Linked DNA regions of Macaca mulatta: region 2 is linked to region 1. The links are chromatin contacts, called in public Hi-C maps. All regions are on one chromosome and are shown on one strand. Each heading gives the region's core, a stretch centred on a gene start, on an enhancer-like site or on the middle of the called end of the contact. The rest is flanking DNA. Distances are from core to core; before and after follow the strand shown.

Region 1 (4,633 bases), core at 1,020-3,519:
GCAAGCTCCGCCTCCCGGGTTCACGCCATTCTCCTGCCTCAGCCTCCCGAGTAGCTGGGACTACAGGCACCCGCCACCTCGCCCGGCTAGTTTTTTGTATTTTTTTTTAGTAGAGACGAGGTTTCACCGTGTTAGCCAGGATGGTCTCGATCTCCTGACCTCGTGATCCGCCCATCTCGGCCTCCCAAAGTGCTGGGATTACAGGCTTGAGCCACCGCGCCCGGCCGGGTTTTTTTTTTTGAGATGAGTCTTGCCCTGTCGCCCAGGCTGGAGTACAGTGGCTAAATCGCGGCTCACTGCAACCTCTGCTTCCTAGGTTCAAGCGATTCTTCTTCCTCAGCCTCCTGAGTAGCTGGGATTACAGCTGCCTGCCACCATGCCTGGCCAATGTTTGTATTTTTAGTAGAGATGGGGTTTCACCATGTTGTCCAGGCTAATTTCAAACTCCTGGCCTCAAGGGATCCGCCCACCTCGGCATCCCAAACTGCTAGGATTACAGGCATGAACCACCGTGCCCGGCCCAATGTAAGTGTTTGGTGTGCTGCCAGTCAAGAACTTATTTACCTTTGCATCCCTGCCCTGAGGCCAGCACAGTCCTGTCACACAGTAGGTACACAATGCACATTTGTCTAGCAAAAAGTACTGGAAAACAGAAGGGTGGATAGAGCTCTGCCTGGGTTCAAATCTAGGCTTTGCCATTTACTAGCTGAGATCTTGGGCAAGTTGTTTAACCTCTCTGTGCCTATTTCCTGACTGTGAAACAGATATAAGTGTTTTTATGAGGTTGTATAAAGACTCAATGAATTGGCCGGGCGCGGTGGCTCATGTGTAATCCCAGCACTTTGGGAGGCCGAGACTGGCAGATCACGAGGTCAGGAGATCGAGACCATCCTGACTAACATGGTGAAACCCTGTCTCTACTAAAAATACAAAAATTAGCCGGGCGCAGTGGTGGGCGCCTGTAGTCCCAGCTACACGGGAGGCTGAGGCAGGAGAATGGCGTGAACCCGGGAAGCAGAGCTTGCAGTGAGTGGAGATCGCACCACCGCACTCCAGCCTGGGCGACAGAGTGAGACTCTGTCTCAAAGAAAAAAAAAAAACAACAGACTCAATGAATTAATATACGTAAGATCTGAAAGCACTTTAAATAATGCCTAACAAAGGTAGGGTGTGGTGGCACACACCTGTAATCCCACCACTTTGGGAGGCCGATGCAGGCAGGTCATCTGAGCTCAGGAGTTCGAGATCAGCCTGGGCAACGTGAGGGAAACCCCTTCTCTACAAAAAATACCAAAATTAACTGGGTGTGGTGGCACAGGCCTGGGGTCCCAGGTACTCGGGAGGCTAAGGCTGCAGTGAGCCGAGATCGCACCATTGCACTCCAGCCTGGGCGACAGAGACCTAGTCTCAAAAATAAAATAAAAACTTAAAAAAAGAAGTAATAATGCTTAGTAAAAATTGAGTGTCATATGTTAACCAGTGTGATCTCTAGGTAGCAGGGAAGCTGGGGAAAGGCCATTTACTGGGTTCATTCCACAATTACGTGCTGGTCGCTCATCGCTGTGCCAGACTTTCTCTTTGCTAGGTAGCGGAGCACCTTACTAAAATACAGCACGAAGGGGCAAACCGGCAGATAAACGTCTTGCTGGCTCCCGGATACTCTGTGACAGCGATGCTTAACTGGGGTCTTGTGAGTCTTCCCAGTTTTTGGGGAGAAACATTCAGCAGAGATTTGGGAGCGTTGAGGTGGAGGTTCCGGGAAGAGACGAGGTGAACTGAACCTTAGGAGTAAGAAGTGGTTTTTCCCTACAGAGAAGGGGAGTGCGTTGCAGGAAGAGCGCGCGGGCTGGAGACAGGCGGGGCGGGCGGCCTCACCTCGGTGTCGCGGCAGGTACACCTGCAGGTCTGGCTTGCGGGGCCGCGTCGGCGCGGGCGTGTGCCGCCTCCTCACCTTCTCCTTGGCCGCCTGCTTCACCTTCTTGTCATAGTCGTCCCTGCGGGGAGCCGAGCGGGAGTCAGGGACTGTCGGGCCAGGCCAGGCCAGGCCAGGAGTGGCGGCGACAGCGCAGGGCGGGGCGGTACCGAGCGATCTGGTTCCGTCGGATATGGTGCACGAAGCCGTGGTTCATGTCCAGCCGCCCGCCAGGCTTGCAGCAGTGCCCCGGCCGGGGATGCGGCCCCGCCTCCATCCGGAGCCGGGGGGCGCAGAGTCGCCGCCGCCTCGACCGCCCCAACTACAGCCACCCGCCCACACAGGCCCGCGCCGCCCCTCGCTCAGCTTCCGGCCCCGCATCCTGACTTCCGGTCTGGGAGGCCCTGCCTGGCCAAGCGATGCGGCGCGCGGAGTTTTCGGGTCTAGTCGGGTCGAGTGGAGTAGAGTATGCTTGACTTCCACCGCCCGAACTTCTAGAGGGCTTTTGGTTTTGCTTCGTTTTTGTTTTTTCGTAACACATCAATAGGAAGCAAGGACTTCAGCTTACAGCTGATAGCAGAACATTCAGCAAAATGCAAATCATCTATTAACACAACTCGATGCTTACGGCGGTGCTTTCCCGTCTTTCTTTCTGGTAATAGGATACTGTGCAATCCATCACCATCTGCGTGACTTTGGCTTACCATGTAACCCTACTACGCCTCAGTTTCCTCATTAGTAAATGGGAACACCTAGAGCACCTACCGCAAATAGATTGTGAGGCCTTGAAATGCTCAGGCAGGGCACACAGCGGCGCCCAGGCCGCAGGCTCCGCGAAGGCTCTCCTGGCCTGGCTTGCCTCGTACCCTCGGCGCCAACGGCTTAACTGTCCCCGCGGGATGACCCAGGGTTTTTGAGGGACCTACGGGTGTATTATTTTCTTGTTTACTTCTTTTTCTTTTTCTTTTTTTTTTTGAGAAGGAGTCTTCACTCTGTTGCTCAGGCTGGAGTGCATTGGCGCGATCTCAGCCCACTGCAACCTCCGCCTCCCGGATTCAAGCGATTCTCCTGCCTCAGCCTCCGGAGTAGCACGTGCCTCCAGGCCCGGCTAATTTTTGTATTTTTAGTAGAGATGAGGTTTCACCATGTTGGCCAGGCTGGTCTCGAACTCCGGACCTCAGGTGATCCGCCTGCCTCGGCCTCCCAAAGTGTTGGAATTGCAGGCATGAGCCACTGCGCCCAGCCCTTTTTTTTTTTTTTCTATTTTTTTCTGACCACTGGGTTCATGTCACAGCGTGTAAAATTCTCAAGTCCTTTTACAAAAGTCAAAATCAGGAATTCATGATTAGGACAGGGACAAACGGCTGGGTGTGGTGGCTCATGCCTGTAATTCCAAAACTTTGGGATGCCAAAGTGGGAGTATCGCTGGAGCCAGAAATTTGAGACCAGCCTGGGCAATACAGTGAGACATCCTCTCTACGAGAAAAAAAATACATTTAAAAAGAAAGAAAGAAAGAGCCGGGTGCGGTGGCTCACACCTGTAATCCCAGCACTTTCAGAGGCCCAGGCGGTCGGATCACGAGGTCAGGAGTTTGAGACTAGCCTGGCCAACATGACGAAACCCCGTCTCTACTAAAAATACAAAAAATTCGCTGGGCTTGATGGCCAGCGCCTGTAATCCCAACTACTTGGGAGGCTGAGGCAGGAGAATCGCTTAAACCTGGGAGGCGGAGGTTGCAGTGAGCTGAGATCGAGCCACTGCAGTCCAACCTCCATCTCAAACACACAGACACACAGACACACACACAGACACACACACACACACACACACACCAAAAAACAGGGACCAATGGTGGTCCAGCCACATGATGGAGTGTTACTGAGCAATCCAAGGGAAGCTCTGTAGCTCACCAACATAGATGGATCATAAAGTAAATATGCCCAGTGAAAGAGGCCAGGGACTCTGTATGATTCCATTTATATAAGAAGTGCAAACTAATCTATAGTGACTGAGAGATCAGTTGATTTTTGTGGGGGTTCTCTGGGAGGAAGAGGTTATCTTTGGGGCTGGGTAGATTCTTTAAAAAAAATTTTTTTTTTTGAGGCAGGATCTCTGTCGCATAGGTTGGATTGTAGTGCGCAATCACTACTCCTCTCAAGCCCAAATAATCCTCCTGCCTCAGCCTCCTGAATAGCACACCACCATGCCCAGCTAATTTTTAAATTTTTTTTGTGGAGATGTGGTCTCTCTATGTTGCCAAGGCTAGTCTTGAACTCCTGACCTCAAGTGATCCTCCTGCCTCAGGCCTCCCAAAGTGCTGGGATTATAGGTGTGAGCCACCATGCTGGGCCCAGATCTCTTCTCTTGATTGTGGTGATGGCTTCATGGGTGTATATATTACAGGAAAGGATCCGGATTCAGACCCTAACGGAGGGTTCTTGGATCTCGTGCAAGAAAGAATTCAGGGTGAATCCGCAGTGCAAAGTAAAAGCAAGTTTATTAAGAAAGTAAAGTAGCCAAGGCCGGGCGCGGTGGCTCAAGCCTGTAATCCCAGCACTTTGGGAGGCCGAGACGGGCGGATCACGAGGTCAGGAGATCGAGACCATCCTGGCTAATACGGTGAAACCCCATCTCTACTAAAAAATACAAAAAAAAAACTAGCCGGGCGAGGTGGTGGGCGCCTGTAGTCCCAGCTACTCGGGAGGCTGAGGCAGGAGAAT
Region 2 (4,633 bases), core at 1,595-4,094, 200 kb before region 1:
AGGGGCAACCAGAACAGTGACATGCTTGAATTCCTTGTGACTTCTTGGGAAAGTGGGACTGTCCAGTACAGCATGAGTGGTCTGGGGAGGGCACCAGGTGCCTGGGCTGGGAGGACTAGTCCCCCCAGAAGACAGGTTTACCCCCGTACAGCCAGCGTCACACTGGGTACTCAACACCATAACAGCTAACACTACTGAGTGCTGCCACTATATGCCAGGAGCTATCCTCAATATGATTTTCTCATTTAATCCTCGCATTTACTCTCTAACATGGATCCTCTTATTATCCTCCTTTGACAGACGAGGAAACAGAGATAAAGTAGGTCAAAATCACTTGTTCTAGGTCCCACTTAGTAAGCGGTAGAGGATGGGTAGGAAGCCACGTTGTGGGAGTCCATGCCCTCCCCACTATCACTGCATGCTGGCGCCAGCTGTGAGTCCTTTCACATGCAAAGAGCAAAGAGCTAGCTCAGCTCTTTATTTATTTATTTATTTATTTGAGACACACTCTGGCTCTGTCGCCCAGGCTGGAGTGCAGTGGCACCATCTCGGCTCACTGCAAACTCAGTCTCCTGAGTTCAAGTAATTCTCCTGCCGCAGCCTTCCGAGGCAGCTGGGATCACAGGCATGTGCCACCACGCCTGGGTAATTTTTTGTATTTTTAGTAGAGACGGGATTTCACGATGTTGGCCAGGCTGGTCTTAAACTCCTGACCTCAAGTGATCCAGGAGACCTCAGGAGACCTCAGTCTCCCAAAGTGCTGCGATTATAGGCCTGAGCCACCTCGTCTGGTCTCAGCTCTTGCTCTAGATACCTTGCTTAAAAAAAATATATTTCAAAATAATTATAGACTTACAAAAAGTTGCAGAAACAGTACTGAGTACTGGTAGATGCTGCAACCTAGATGAATTTTGAAAACATATTGCTAAGTGAAAGAAGCCAGTTACAAAAGACCACATATCATATGGTTCCATTTATATGAAATGTTCACAAAAGCCAAATCTATAGAAAGTAGATTAGTGGTTGCCTAGGGCTGAAGAGGATGGAGGGGGCTGGGGAAGGGACTGCTAATGGGTACAGGTTTATTTTGGGGATGATGAAGTGTTCCAAAATTAGATTTATGATAATGGTTACACAACTCTGAACATACTAAAACACTGAATTGTACACTTTAAATGGGTGAATTATATGGTATATTATATCTCAATAAAATTGTCAACAAGCAAACAAAAAGTGAAAGGGCTCTGTAACCTTTGAGTTTCCTGACCCATCTGCACCCCACTTAAAAAAATTAAAAAGGTCTAGGGAAATCCGATCACCCAGCTTCTCCCAAAGGGGATTTCTTACATAACTATAGTAAGTGTACCTTCCCTTTTCCTTTTTTTTTTTTTTTTTTTTTGAGACAGAGTCTCACTGTGTAACCCAGGCTGGAGGGTAGTGACAAAATCACACAATCTCAGCTCACTGCAACCTCTGCCTCCTGGGTTCAAGCGATTCTCCTGCCTCAGCCTCCCAAGTAGCTGGGATTATAGGCATGTGCCACCACTCCCGGATAGTTTTTGTATTTTTAGTAGAGATGGGGTTTCGACATGGCTGGTCTTGAACCCCTGATGTCAGGTGGTCTGCCCGTCTCGGCCTCCCAAAATGCTACTGCGCCCGGCCATACCCTCCCTTTTAAGGCGAGGCTCTTGAAGGCCCAGACCTTTTCTCCAGTGCTTTGAGGTCTGATCCTGATGATAGTAACACCTCACTCATACTATGGACTTTACAGTTCACAAAACACCCTCCTCACCCCCTCCCAAACTCGGTTTATTTTTATCATTAAAGGAGAGTTGAAGGCCAGGGTAGACCATAGGTTTTCCTGGTCACAAGAGACTTCCTCCCTCCCTGGGCTCCCCTCTGTAGCGGTGCCAAATAAAAATTTGATCCGTCAAGCCTGTGGTAACCAGTGCTAATATGCACAGCCAGTCCTGGGCAAGCCTGTTCATTATTGTGAAACACTACTGATTGCACACTCTTACATCGAAAGGGCCCAGGACCTCGCCTGGCCCAGCCTTGCCTGCCAGGCCTGGGCTGGGTCTCTCAGTCCAAATTCTCACAAGAGGGCCGACTCAGGCCAGAGCGCGCCCCTCTTTGTGCCTCAGTTTGCCCACCTAGAGGTTAGTCCCGCAGGCGTGGCGGGTACATCTCAGGATCGGCAGAAAGTGCCACTGGGAGCCCAGCCGGAGTCGCGGGCCTTGCGCCGGGCCCACTGTCCAGATCCAGGGCTCACGAGAAAAACGAGGACTCAGGAGAGGGGCACGCCCGGCCAGGGCCCTAGAACCCTACGAACTACAAAATCCCAGCAGACAGTGGGCCGCGGGGCGGGGTCTCGGAAGTTGCGGCCTGCGGTGCCTTTGCTGAGTCCCCGGAAGGCCTTCGGGGACTGGAGAACCACAACAGACCGGACACACACACACACACAGTCTCTCACACACACGGTCACACACACACGCTCGCGCGCGACGGGGAGCACAACAAACCCCCCCCGGACACACACAGTCACACACACACACGCTCGCGCGCGACGGGAACACAACAGACCCCCCCCCACCCGGACACACACAGACACACACACACACACACACACACACAGACACACACACACGTACGCGCGCACACACACACACACACACACAGACACACACACACGTACGCGCGCACATACACACACACACACACACACACACACACACACACGCGCGCGCGCCCGCGCGTTCTGGCCGTACCCCTACAAACTACAAATCCCGGCAGGCAGCGGGACGTGGGGCGGGGCCTTGGGTGCTGATCCGGACGCAAAGATTGTACCAGGCAGGGTGGGGTTCCGGTGGCTGGGTGGAGGCTCTCCTGCTGGGGAGGAGATGGCCTTCTCTTCTCACAAACCCAGCTCCCCACCCCTGCACGCGCCGCTCTGCTCTGGAGTCGCTGGTCCGAGCCCTCCTTCTCTGCGAACCTGAGCCCCGCCATGTCCTCCCTACGAGGTTGGGGCCGTGGGAGAAGAAGATGGTGGGTAGGGGGTTGGGCCCACAAGCTAGTAGGGACGCAGAGTGGCCTCCTGAACCCTTCCTCCATCGCCTAGAGCAAACTCCCATTCCTGGAGGTAGGAGCAGCCCAGACCCTGAGACTGAACTAGGTCCGTTAGGGTCCCTGTGTGGCCTGCAGGACTCATGGAGAAGCCCCCGGAAGGCCTGGGTCCTCCAAGTCAGGGATGTAGGTTCCAGGGTGTTCAGGCCGCGGTATCTGACCATCGTCGGCGCCCTGCGCCCAGGCATCAATTTTGCATGGCAGAGTCAAGGTGAGGTTAGGAGGCTGCCCGGAGGTAATAACCAGGTCACTCGCATTCACCATGCTCTCTCTCAAAGCACTCTCCTCACACCTCAGGGTCAAAAGTCAGAACTCTTGTCCTAACTTCCCAGGTTGCCCAAGGAGCTTCTGAGGCGCTACAGAAGGGACTTACCCAGACCCTTCAGTGCAAGCCAGGAACTCAGGGTCCGGCCTGCTCGGTGGGATGAGCTGTGCTGAGGCCCTACTTCATCCACCCTCCTGGGCCAGGGCGGCCTCTTTCCAGAGGCCTCTTCTCAGCTGATTTCTGGCTCCCAAGTGGGAGACTCAGGTTACACCTGTATCGGGAGCAGTGACACCACAGTGGCCAGCAACTCATTGGACTTTCTGTCTCCAACTCCATTTTCAGCTTTTACACTTCCTGATCTCGGCATATACTGCTACATCCTGGATCATCAAGGAAGGAGGAAAATACTTAGTCAATGAAGGTTTAGCCATGACCTTGTGTGTCGGTGAGATGTCATTCTTGTGTGATTAGGTCTAGGCGACCTACTTCCTAGAAATACTTCATTTAATCTCTAAACAACCTAGAAACAGCTCCAGAAGGGATATTCAAAGTAGATTGCCCAGACTCTCTTGATAGCAGATGTGGGGTTCATATTAACTGGTCGAGTGGTCTCTAAGCATGCCCATTTCTGCTTGGGAAGTTCTCAAAGGTTCGGTTTTCTGAGTGTTTCTGTTACAACAATCAGCCTTTTGTTGAGTAGCTCTTCTGCCCCTAGAGACGAGAGATAGGTACCATAGAAACTTGGAGACAGCTATTGACTAAGCCCCTGGACTCTTTAATAAGAGTGCATTCTCTCTTTTTTTTTGAGACGGAGTCTCGCTCTGTTGCCCAGGCTGAAGTGCAGTGGTGCAATCTCGGTCCACTGCAACCTCTGCTGCCTAGCTTAAGTGGTTTTCCTGCCTCAGCCTCCCAAATAGCTGAGATTATGGAATTACAGATGCACACCACCATGCCTGGCTAAATTTTGTATTTTTAGTAGAGATGGGGTTTCACCATGTTGGCCAGGCTGGTCTCGAACTCCTGACCTTAGGTGACCAGCCCACTTCAGCCTCCCAAAGTGCTGGGATTACAGGCATGAGCCACTGCACCTGGCCTGAGCCCATTCTCTTATTATTAGAAATCTTATTATCAGAATGTGAGCTTCTGCATTCCAAGGCTTAGCACCAGACCCCCAAGTCAGTAATGACCCTTGGGACACGCAGTGTGCCAAAAGCCGTTTAATGCCCATTCCTGCCCCCTAAAGAT

What was found. Hi-C and Micro-C count contacts between places; a contact is called where the count stands out from the background.
Region 2: a contact with region 1 is called in a Hi-C map of fetal cortex germinal zone, with 5 times the contacts expected there. The contact joins the promoter of SH2D6 here to the promoter of C13H2orf68 in region 1. A contact is called at or near these places in 4 of 14 Hi-C or Micro-C datasets (blood, fetal cortex germinal zone, fetal cortical plate and 1 more).

What each region holds. Positions count from the first base shown.
Region 1 is chr13:38,780,731-38,785,363 of T2T-MMU8v2.0, reverse strand. C13H2orf68 (chromosome 13 C2orf68 homolog) reads right to left here and starts at 2,269. Exons shown (of 4, transcript NM_001193859.3): 1 at 2,083-2,269; 2 at 1,876-1,994. The coding sequence starts at 2,189. It also overlaps a transcript of USP39 not described here.
Region 2 is chr13:38,977,070-38,981,702 of T2T-MMU8v2.0, reverse strand. It overlaps SH2D6 (SH2 domain containing 6), which reads left to right and starts at 2,844. Exons shown (of 18, transcript XM_077959143.1): 1 at 2,844-3,020; 2 at 3,731-3,833. It also overlaps a transcript of CAPG not described here.